Regions from separate parts of the Mus musculus genome. Here region 1 is linked to region 2. A link is a contact called in public promoter capture Hi-C data. All regions are on one chromosome and are shown on one strand. Each heading gives the region's core, a stretch centred on a gene start, on an enhancer-like site or on the middle of the called end of the contact. The rest is flanking DNA. Distances are from core to core; before and after follow the strand shown. Region 1 overlaps Gm46781 (a long non-coding RNA gene). Region 2 holds the start of Ankrd60 (ankyrin repeat domain 60).

Evidence for each region. Promoter capture Hi-C pulls out the DNA fragments that hold promoters and counts their contacts.
Region 1: a promoter capture Hi-C map of pre-B cells shows a contact between it and region 2, with 5 times the contacts expected there. The contact joins the enhancer-like site here to the promoter of Ankrd60 in region 2. A contact is called at or near these places in 16 of 39 promoter capture datasets (the 3T3-L1 cell line, 3T3-L1-derived adipocytes, the C10 cell line and 9 more), 1 of 115 datasets of contacts at active chromatin or transcription factors (thymic regulatory T cells) and 2 of 9 other capture datasets (embryonic stem cells and liver).

What each region holds. Positions count from the first base shown.
Region 1 is chr2:174,598,293-174,603,859 of GRCm38.p6, reverse strand. Gm46781 (a long non-coding RNA gene) reads left to right here. Exons shown (of 2, transcript XR_003953979.1): 2 at 587-1,048. It also overlaps a transcript of Zfp831 not described here. Among named protein-coding and RNA genes, the nearest start is that of Gm46781, 5.9 kb to the left of the region's middle. Within about 2 kb of position 1,384, at least 105 of the 459 cell types and tissues checked have an H3K27ac peak or open chromatin away from gene starts, as enhancers often do. A contact at or near this core is called in hematopoietic stem and progenitor cells, pre-B cells and thymic regulatory T cells, where this site is marked.
Region 2 is chr2:173,574,306-173,580,382 of GRCm38.p6, reverse strand. It overlaps Ankrd60 (ankyrin repeat domain 60), which reads left to right and starts at 2,110. Exons shown (of 4, transcript NM_027303.2): 1 at 2,110-2,393. The coding sequence starts at 2,309. It also overlaps the pseudogene Ppp4r1l-ps.

The sequences.
Region 1 (5,567 bases), core at 135-2,634, 1.0 Mb before region 2:
TCAAGTGACTCTACCTACCCACTGAATTTCCTCAGGGCAACACAAACCCCAGGCCTGGATAATTAAGTACACAGCATTAGCCGCAGGGCCAGGTATAGCATCAATGCTAATTGTAGTATTGTTGAGAAAAGGATTATCCTCCAAGGACTCTCTCTGGTCCTAGGGCATCTCAGTAGACACAGTCCCAAGGGGATGCTTCCTTCTCTCCATAGAGCAACACCAAAGCTTTGGAGGAGGTTATCTGAGGAGACAGGAGCCCTGTGGCTTGCTGGGAATACACAGATCAAGGTGGCAGGTCACGCACACATCACCACGCCCCATAGCCTCATGTATCCACCTCCACACCAGCCCCCTCACATCCACATCCGAGAAGAGAGAACACGAGAACTCGGGTGTGCACTCACCCCAGCCCACGTGCGCTGGGAACACAAGGGGCTATCAACCTGTTACCCTTGCCCCTGTTAGAAGCCCATGGGCAATGGGGGACTGCTCATGGATCTCCCACCTAGGTGAGCCTGCCAGGAGGGCCAAGTGTATTTGCATATAATTTGCATGTGTTGACACAACCCTTCCCATCTCTGCACAGAGCTTTCCCAAGCTAACCTGTTATTACTGCCTCTCTGAAGTTGGCGCCGCCGCTCGCCCACCCACTGCCAGTGAGTACTACGCATGGAGACGGTCTAGGAGCTGGCAGATCAGATCAGATCACTTCAGCAACTCGCACAGCCTCACAGCCTCAGTTTCTCCTCTGGACAATGCATACCAAGACAGCTCTGTACAAAAACTCCCGATGTAAAATGTCCAGAGTGAAGTATTGCTTGCATGGAGGGAGCTCTTGATTTGCAGCACAGGGCTCAGAACGGCCTCTGGGTGAAGAAGTCGGTTCCCTAGGCCTCAGTGACTAGTTGTCACAAACTCAAAACTACAGGACTCTTAGTTAAATTGATATTTCCTGGGAACAGTTGAGTAGTGTTTTAGGAAGAACTGCTTCTATACGACCTTCTTGTATCAAGACAATAGTCACTGTTTAATTGAAATTTAAAATTTAGCCGGGTGTCCTAGATTTTTATCTAAACGCCTTACCTGGGGCCGAGGCCAGGGGGCTCCTGTCATTACTAATATCCTGTTTTCTTACTGTTCTTACAAAGCTCTGGGGGACATGGTCTCTGTTTCCCAAATGTCCTGCTTCCTACTCTCGGATAGGAAGCAGGGGGGGCAGGAGGCTTCATGTGAGGTGAATTGAGAATTGTTGAGGGGGAGGGGAGGGAACACATGCTTCCTAATCTAGGTACAAAGCTAGTCTGTGCTCCCCTCTACTCTCTGTGAAGAGACTGGGCGGTTATCACTGTGAACGTGAGGCCCATGCTTCCTGTGGTGAAGAGCGCGAGTGTTTTCATCAACAGAACTGGTTTCTAGGGCCTCCTCACAGGATGTGAGGCCTGTGGCAGGTCACAGAGGAAGAGGCAAGCTGTGGCAGGGGCTACAGCTTGGGGCGGGAGGGCTGGTGGTGGAAGGGGGCTGCATGTGGGCCAGGCTGTGTCAGTCCAGGGGCTGGAGCAGGAATCCAGCCCCATGGTTATCTACAGAGAGCTCTCCGTCAGGCTGCATTCTGCTTTCCTTGATTCATATTCGGTATGATGCTAGACTTACTCCATTACAGTCTTTAAGTCTTTATCTAAGCTAGGCACCATGCAGGATGGGGCAGAGCTCAGCATCTGAGGTTAAGCCCCAGTTCTACTGGCTCCTCAGAGCCATGACTGAAGGAGCCAGGGATGGAAGTGTGGCTCAGTTGGTAGAGCGCTTGTCTAGCATGCATCAGGCCCTGGGTTTGTGATCTGCAGAGTGCATAGCACACCTGTCATCCCACCATCAGAAGGTGGCAGCAGGAAGATCAGACTGTCTAGGTCATTCTCAACTATGTAGCACGTTCCGGACCATCCTAGGCTACCTGAGAACCAGGAAAGACTAGAGAACGCCCGTCAAGCTTGCCTATGAGCCATGTGTGGTAACTAGGGAGAGCTCTGCATCTAAGGGCTTTGCCAGGACAAGCTTTTCACCCTGGGGAACAGGGACACTATTAGAAAACATGTGGCTCACCCAAGAGTGACAGTTTCCTTCGAGATTTGTGAAGAAGAGGAATTGTACGGTAAGACCAGAGGATAGATCATGGAGTGTATTGAGAGATAAAAATCCAAAACTTAAAACACAAGACTCCACATTCTTCCCATAAAGTAGCACTGGGCAGGCCCCACCCTTCGGGCAAGTTGCAAAGATGACGTAACACAAGGCATCACTTTTCCCTGCCCCCACCACCTTCATGAGACAGATCTTCCTTCTGGGAACATATGTTTCCACCATGTCTGCTTCCATGTGAATGGTTAAACCCTAAGCATCCACAGCAGCTGGGGCACTGAAGTAACCCCTTGGGCTCTCACAGGTTGCTAATGGCATGCTATGGTCAGACCTCCAACAGAGGCCAGGCACCTCGAAAAACCATTTTCCTCTTGGCTTCACCAAGATGTAACTGTGTACCTGTGGTTCAAGTATGGCTAGCCTAGAAGGGACCAGAGGATTTCATAACTAATGGAGACCTGTCCTTCGCATCTGTCCCTCATGAACAGTGTGCCCCGCCTATAGCATCCATCTAGCCCCCTTCTCCTAGGTCGAAGGTGCTTCAGAGGAGGACTGAAAGAAAGTGGCCAGGGAACTTGAGGTGTGTAGGGGCTAAAACACACTCAGGCCTATGAATCTACAGTGATATAGCTCACGGTCCTTGATGCAATCATCTGAATGCCAAGGGAGAATGGAGGTGACCACATCACACCTGAGTCAGTGTCCTGCTGGCGCACAACCAGATTTGCCCATTATCCAGAGAGGCTTCGTAGTCTAAGAAAAGGAGATTCTCCCCCAGGGCCTGGGAATGTAAAACTGGCCATGATCATCGGAATTTCTCCGTGCTCCCAATTTCTTCACTCTACAGAGGGAACTCTCATATGCCTCTGAGCACAGTGGGGCTATTTTTACGCTATTCTGATGAGTTCATCTGAGACCTAGCCTTGCATTGGCCAACCAGAAGGCATTTATTCACCGATGAAACCTGTGTGCTGGCCTCCATTGATGTAAGTCACGGCCATGGACGGTTCAGGCTCAGTCCCAGCTGTGGGAGAATATTCTAGATCACTGAAGAGAACACAAGGGTGGTTTGTCTCTTCAGACAGGACTACGGTAGATGGGTTACCGTGTTCTCATTGGTCTTGTGATGATGTTAATACACTGAGGCAGTTACCTCAGACCATGAATGGCTCCTGCCCATCCATTCTTACTTCTGCCTATTCTCAACCTGCCCACTGCCTCTGTCTTCTCCTTGGAAAACATGGCCCCATGCCAGGGGCCTCCTGCTCTGATGTAGTTCTTCAGAAGAGCAGACTTAACTCTTGAAACTGAATCAGGCTTTGAGGGGGGAGGGAGATAAAAATGACCTTGTCAGAGCCAGTACCCCTCTTCCTGAAGTATTAGAAATGTTCCCCAGGGCCTCTCTTTCTTATTCCAAGCCATGACCCAACATCCCCCCGGCCCCCGGCCCCAACCACACACTAATTTCAGCTTGTACAACCTTTCCTTTAAGAAAAACAAGGCATAACCATTGTAGTTCTCCCTTGGCCAATGGCCAGGCTGTGAAGGGCTAGAGCCAAGACACTAACGGATACACCCGGAGAGGCCAAGGGCAGAGGGCAGAAGAGTCTGGACAGACTTTTGTCGGAGGCCAGCCTGAAAGGCCTTGCGGAGAATCTGTGCTTAAGACCAACACCTCCAGTCTGAATAGCACGCACGCCAAGGCCCCTCAGAACCTCGTATGGAACATGCCTGTGACATTAATTAATGCCAGGCAAACTGCAAGAGCAGAGTTGGAAACCTAAAAATAGAGCTTTTGCCAACTGACTCATCTCTGACTGCACAGGATCCAGAGCTTCTCGCAGCTCCTTCTTTTCATGTGCGGTATATTATGCTCTCTCTCTCTCTCTCTCTCTTCCTCAGTTTCTCTCTTTTTCTCCCTCACTTCCTATCTCCCTTTCTCCCCCCTCTCCCTTTCCATAGTAGCCCCCTCTCTCTCCTCTTTCTCCCCATCTTTGTTACTCTCCTCTTCTTTGCGTTGGGAGGTCTCACTTCCGGAAGTGATGGTCCCACTCAGCTACCCTCCGACCCATAAACATGCTTAATAAGCAAGGAAGTCATTGCTTTTCCTGGCTCCCATGGTCCTAAATCCTGTCATTTGTACTTCATATTTTCCATGCGGATACCCCTGCCCGTTACATCACATACAACTCTATAGCTTCGTTTCCGATTACAGTCCCATCTATTTTAAACTTTGTTGATTTCTACAAGGAAGGAAGCCTATTTCATACAGATTAGCTGGACAGCTGGATCTGATTGCTCCTGATTACCCGGCTTGGGGCCACTAGGGAAAGAGGTTTCCCAAAGCCCCTTGGATGGAAGACCATTCCATATGGCCCCCAAAGTGTGGGTCACTGCTCACTCCAGGGAGGAAGGGCCGGCAGCCTTTGTCGGAAATCAACAGGTCAAGGCGAAGGCAGGCTCACACATTGCTCCACACCTCAGGGCTTGGAGACTGTGCTGGAAGATGGGGGGATGGGGGTGGGGCCCAGAAACCCCTGGATTCCAGAGCTCTTGTGTGCCCCTGAGTGGGGGGTTGTGTCAGAAACAACTGCGTGTGTTGGAAAGAGGCATCCATCATGCTTGGGAGACAAGAGACCAGGCATAAACATCAGAGCCCTTCCTTCACCTGGCCTTGCACCCCAGACCTCCAGGTGCATAAAGAAATCACAAAGTCCTCTCTCACCTTTCAGTGGTCAGTCCACAGGCAGGGGGGGGGGGCTGCCGCGCTCTCCTGAAAGCTGGTGGATCCGATGAGGCAGGAGCATTCTGCCTGCTCGTCCCATCTCTGCTCTCTCTTTGTGCCTCCTCTAGAGAAAACCCGAGTGCTGGAGATTTAAAAAAAGGATGGTGTGTGTGTGTGGAGGGTGGTGGGAGTCGGGGGTGCCGAGGCGGTGGGGGGTAGCAGAGGGACACGGGGTGGGAGTGGGGGTTAGTAAGCAGCCTGCCCTGGTGTGGGTTCGGGGTAATGGCCGACACAGGGGAGATGGCTTGCCTGCCGGAGCTCAGCACCACGGCAGCCTTGTGTGGGCGGCGGCAGCTCACGGCTGGGTTTCAAACCGTTACACTGAACATTTGCAAACAGATAAAAAAAAAAAAAAAAAAAAAAACAAACCCATTGGGCACAAATGGAAACTTCTGCTTTCCTTCTTTCCACAATCTTTCTCCTTCTCCTCTGCTTTAGGGTTTCCCTGGAGGAAGGTCAGGGTGGTTGCTGGCCCCTCAGACCTACCAGACCCCATCTCTTCCAACCATTCCAGCCCCACTGTGTATAGACAGGAGGCAATGTGCAAGATGTTCATCAAGCCTTCGGGTCCACTGGTTAAGCAACACTCTCTCCCCTAAGGTCTCTCTCAAAACCCAGACACTGGAAGCCATCCAACTGAAAGGGGTCT
Region 2 (6,077 bases), core at 861-3,360:
AAAATGTAAACTGTGTGTTGGTCTTTGACAGTAGCTAGAGTCATAAGGTTGCTTTAATGTGGACATGTCCAGGGATTCGGTGGGTGGTGTAGGGACCGATGCCTGAGGTACATGGATACTGGTTATACTTTAGACTCAAAAATAAAAAAGAAAGAAAGAAAAAAGGAAAGAAAGAAGAAAGATAAGAAAAGAAGCCATACTTTTAACGAGAACTTTCTACAGATTCCATTGATTTGGGGAGTTATGTACTCTACATTGGCTTAAGTACACAGAACTTAGATTTCCTAGTTTTGAATTTCAGATGAACAAAAGGATGCTGTACAGTTTAAACATTTTTCATTAATTAATGATTCTGTGTTCTGTAAACGTTTGATTATGGGTCTGGACCTGTTTCTGCCCTGCTCTGTGTTCTCTGGTTTGAATACAGCGAAGTGGTGGGGAGCCCGTGGGACACAGGAGCTTCTTCCTAAAAACAAACTTCAAGGTCATATACTGAATTTCCTGTTACACGGGATACCCCTGCAGGTCCCCAAATTCTATTGATCTTGTTATTCAAGAGGAAAGGAAGGCGTCTATGCGGTGCCAAAGAGACTAGGAAAAATGTAAAGAACTCAAATACCCAGCACAGGCAACATCTGGGCTACTGTAGCACAGAGTTAATTCATTAAAGTTAGAGACACACGATTAAAAACAAAGCCAGAAGCTGTCCCGCTTTGTGTGTGCTGCGTGTCTACAGTAAGAACACGAGGCACGCTGCAGGGCCTCTGCAGCAAAACAAGCTTCTACTGCTCAGGTAATGGAAACTTATCAAGTCTGTTGGTCTAAAAGGAGGGAAAATTATTCTCAGCTAGAATCTTGGATCCTTTATAGAGCATAATTTTCTAGAAAGAAGAGCAAAAACACCAGGCAGTCATGACACACGCCTTTAATCAGAGCACTCGGGAAGCAGAGGCAGGCAGATCTCTGATTTTGAGGTCAACCTGGTCTACAGAGTGAGTTCCAGGGCACTCAGGGCTACACAGAGAAACCCTGTCTCAAAAAACAAAACAAAACAAAACAAAACAAAACAAAACAAAAAAATCCCACAAACAAAAGACAAATAATAAAGATAAAAATAACTATTTAGTGTTCTGAGGTAGAATCTAGGTACTGAAATGAAATTGTTCACTTATGACAAGACCAGCCTCCTATCAAGACTGTGGCTACAAGACAGCTGCTGGGGGGGGGGGGGGGAGTTCTGTTCCTGGGTGGAGCCTTGGGATCAATACTCAGTACTGCAGAAAAAGAAAAAAGAAAAAAAAAAAAAAGAAAGACTGTAAGACCCCAGCCTGTTCACTGTACACATTATAATTATCCATCATTTAGAATGAGCCTCTCTGATATAAAAGGATTAAACCACCGTCCCTTTATGTCACCTTGAACTGCATGTGCCTCTGCCCCCAAGTGAGTGGGTGGCCTGGACCACCATGCCTTAGACCAAATTTGTGTAACTGCTATACAAACTATTTTTCAAGCTTCTATTTTGTTCGTGGTAACAACAGAGTTTTTGAAGGGCGTTCTGGCTCCCTGCCCGTTCCATGGTGCTTCCTCTAGCCCCTAAAGGCCTTGCTTTGGGTCTGGTGGTATTTGAGGGCCTACACCCTCCCAACCCTGCGGTTTGAGCTTCCCCTGAAAAGGTTTAAGCCTAGCCTTCCCATCAGATGTGTTCCATACTTTTCTCCCTCCGAGGATGTCACAACGTCAGGGCACACGGGTTTGATGCCATTTCCACCCAAGCCTCTGCCTGTTCCAGCGTGGCCCAGGTTAGCTTGGATTGCTATGTTCCTAAAAGCACACGGCAGCAAGCCTGTCGACCACCTTAGAAACTGTGGACCCAGCGTTTCTCCCTAACCATGCAGACTGCCCTGAACAGACAAGAGGTTCCCCACAGGGCTAGCAGGCTGGCGAGGACCGCGGAGGAGGCTGGGGGGGGGGGGGGGGAGCAGTCTCCGGAAGCGCGGGCGCCCCTCTCCTGTCCCGGGGGCCCCAGGCGGGGGCGGCGATGACGCGCGGGATGACGCGGGCCATGCGGAGGGCGGCAGACGTGGCGGGGGCGGGCGCGCGTCCGCCGAAACGGCAGGGGGACGACCCCAAGGCGGGCGCGCGCCACACTCAGCCCTCCAGCAGGGCCCGCGCACAGGTTAGGGGGCACACAGGGGACCCGCTTGCCTCCACCGTGTCGCCAGACTTGACTCCTGACGTCTATGTCCTGCGGGTGAAGCTGGAGGAGACTGGGGAGCTGTTCCGCGTGGCCAACTGCCGCAACGACATGACAGTGCGGGAGCTCAAAGAAGAGCTGGACCTGATGGTCGGCATCCCCTTCAACCTGCAGCGGCTGCATTTCCTGGACCGAGGTGGCCCCTGCCCGACCCCTTCCCGCACCCCATGAGCTCCTCCCACTCAATGGCCCCCCCCCCCGGCCCACTCCTGCCCTGGGTCCCCATGACACTCGTAACTGCCAGAGAATCCAAGGTGACCAAGTCAAACCCAACCACTCGAGCCCCATCTAGAACGGCCCCTTGGAGCGCTGGCCACTCAAGGGCTCCTAACTCCAAGCACATGGGTGGGTGTCTTATTAACCCCAAATATATAGGTGAACCTCATTCACAAGCATTGTGTCTGTCGCAGGCTGTGGTCTGCCAACCTTGAGCAAGTCCAGGCTGCTCAGAACCTCAACTCTCAAAACCACAAGACCTTCTGGGCAGCCTCTTGTCTTCCTTAGGGAGCCCAGGCCCCCAAGACAACCATGTCTACCTAAGACTTCACTCTTGAAACAAAACTAGGTCTTAGTAGACCCTACCACTACCAAATCGAGGACAGGCCTTTCCCCCCATGAGAACCTGGATCCAAACCAAACCCTAAGTGGTGGATACCAAATTCTCTAGTTAGCCTGTCTATGCGAGCATTTCAGAAGCTGGGACAAACCTTGTTGGCCTCAGGTCCCCAAAGGCAGAGGACATCTGCCTAAGATTGAACCCCAAATCTCCAAGCTGAAAATAACTAGCTCAGAGCCCCAACCCTAAAACTCAAACCAACCGTGTCCATACATGTCTGCACAAACACAGAAGAAGCCATCTGGACCTGGGACCCTCAAGACCCAGGACAAAGTCGACCAAGACTGAACTTGGTTTCTAGGCTAATGACCACTGCCTCGGGAACCCATGTCCTCCATCCCCACTGGCTATCCAGAGATACTAAACAAAATCCTACCCACCTTAGGAAACCCCAAATCCAGGCCAAGCATGACCAGATCTATTTTAGGTGACCCCAAGATTCCATCAACTGTGTCTACATAGAGATGCTAGAACTCAGATCAAACTTTCCCCTCCTGGAACCCCAAACCCAGAATAAAGCTGAGTGCCCAGATCTCATTCCCACACCAACCGCTACCAACACCGCCCCCCAACTCATACCAACTGTATATTCTCTCAAGGGTGTTAAAATTCAAAACAAAACCTGCCAATCCTACAACCCCAAGCCCAGAACACAGCTACTCAAGGTTAAACCCCCAAATCTCTCAGGCTAACCACTACTGCAGCTCCCCAAATGCCTGCTCACTTAACTCTGCATACAGAGATACTAAAACTCAAAATGAACCTTGCTTATCCTGGAACCCCAAGCCCAGAACAAACATGAACCCAGGTTTGAACCTCAAGTATCTAGGCTAGCCATCAGTCTCTTAGGAACCCAAGTACCCCACCCACTCACTCATAAGGATATCAAAAGTAAAACAAATACTTCCCACTTGGTACCCCCAAATCCAGGATATACCTACCCAAGACTGAACCCCAAAATCTTCAGACTAGCTCTCACTACTTCAGAACCCCAAATCCTATAGCAGCTGCATTTACACGAGGACACTGAAACTTCAATCCTTTACCTACCTTAGGACCCACCCCAAACCAAAACAAGCCTGACCAAATCTGAGCCCCAAGTCCCCCAGGCTAAAAACATATGACCATCAGGACTGGCTATCCTCCATGGCTGTTTCCACACAAGGATACCGAAGCTGAGACAAACTGCCCACCTCAGGGTCCCACAGTCGGTCCACACACTGCTATGTCTGACCCTCATATCCTCTAGCTGCCCCTGGCCACACCAGCACCCTGAATCCCAGAGCAGACTCCACCCACATCACAAGCATCAGCACAGAGCCTATGTACCCAACTCTGAGACACCCCTCCCCCCAGCTATCACCACTCACCCGACCCCAGTCTACATAAGTATGCTAGATCCCAACACGGACCTTGCCCACAGCTGGACACCCACATCCAAACCCAGCTCTGTCCACCTCTGAAAGCCAGCCCTCAAGCTCCAAGCTCCCCATGAGCACAGCAGGACCCCAGTCCAACCCAAGTATCCTCATAAAGGCTCCAGGGATTAGATGAGTCAAGCCCACGCGAGAACCCCCAGAGAGTGAAGTCAAGCTTGCTTCTCTTTGATTCCCCACCCATTTGCTCACGAGTACCTCAAAGCTGACACCAGCTGTGTCCCCGTGAGGAAATGAAGGTTCAAACCATCCCTGACTCCCGAGGACCCCCAAACTCAATACATATCAACTAGCCAAGCCTATCATATCAGAGCCCCAAGTTTAGAGCAGACTCTATCACTAGCAAGACCCTAAATCTCCAAGGAGAGCTATCTGATTCCTCCCAGTTGCTTACCAACCAGAGCTGCCCAAAACAAGTCCATCCAAAGACCCCCAAATCCTGCCACAGATTCCTCCAAAACCAGAAACCCCAGCCAGATGGCAAGACTTGCTCCCATGAGAACCCCAAATACAGAGTAAATCCTGCTTTCATCAGGACCCCAGAACTCAAAGCAAGCCATGACCATTATTATTAGACCTCCCCCCCCAATCTTGACACTAACCTAGTCTGTCTCTGAACCCCAAGTTGCAAGCTGTGACCTTCCCCACACTCGGGGCTCACAGGGAGCCCTGCAGATTCCTTTCAGTTCTCTTGAATCTAGACCCCCCACGAACCCCATATCTAGACAAATTCCATGGGGAGGCACCCAGTGGAAACCAGAGGCTCTTCAGCCTGTCTACCCTTCCCTCAACCTGAGGACATGGCTGCCCCTGTCCCCATTCCCTATAATGTTTAGGATATGAGAACAGGATCAAAGACCCTTGGTTGGGCTCCATCATCTCCCCACCCGATGGAAATCAATGCAAAACACTTCAAGAAAATGAAGATTAAAAAACAAAAAACAAAACAAAACAAAACAAAACCCTCTGAGCTGCCCGGGGAATGTGAGCAGCCGGTATCCTGGAGACACTGCAGAGTCCTGCAGGGCCTGGGAGCGATGGAGACAGCTCTGAAAGCAACCTGTCCCCACGCTCTGCTTTCTCAGGCACTGGCTGTCCTGGGCTCAGTCTCCTAATCCGGAGAGCAGAGCCCCATTAGCTCTAGAATTCTCTGTGCTGTTCCCCAGTGGACAGGAATGACTCTGCAAACTGTGCAGGCAAGGCCAAAATACTCTTCCTCGACACTTTCAAAAATAGGTTAAATGTTTTCCATGGCACATGTGTTTTCTTACAGTAGTTGAAAGATGCATGTATATATATTCTTCAAAGCTTTATTTAGCAAGAAGCTGTGTTTGAGCCTGTCTATAGCTAGCAAGGTATAAAGGATACAAGGTGTAATAAGGGTCTGTGCAGTTGTTCCCCAGCAAGGAATTGAAAAATTATGTGTCTTCCTAACTCTGGACCCCCTTTTGTTCATTTATTTTCACCAGTAAGCAATAAATTCAGGCAAGCTGATGGAGAATAAGAGGTGGGTGACTTCACAGTGATGTCACAGTGCTAAGACTCAGCAGTCACTTAGCAACTGCTGGGGGCCTGACCCCTAAGCTGTGCTGCCTTGACTGTGGCTGGCGCATCTGCCCACCTCCAAGGTTGCAGAGGGAAGGGCAAGTGAGATCATGGCGGGAAAGTGCCACGATGGCCCTTGTCTAAACTCGCCAAGCAAATTCATGAGCGAGTACTGCTCCTGGCGATCATTTATCTGTTGATAATTAGTAGCATTTGTCTGAGC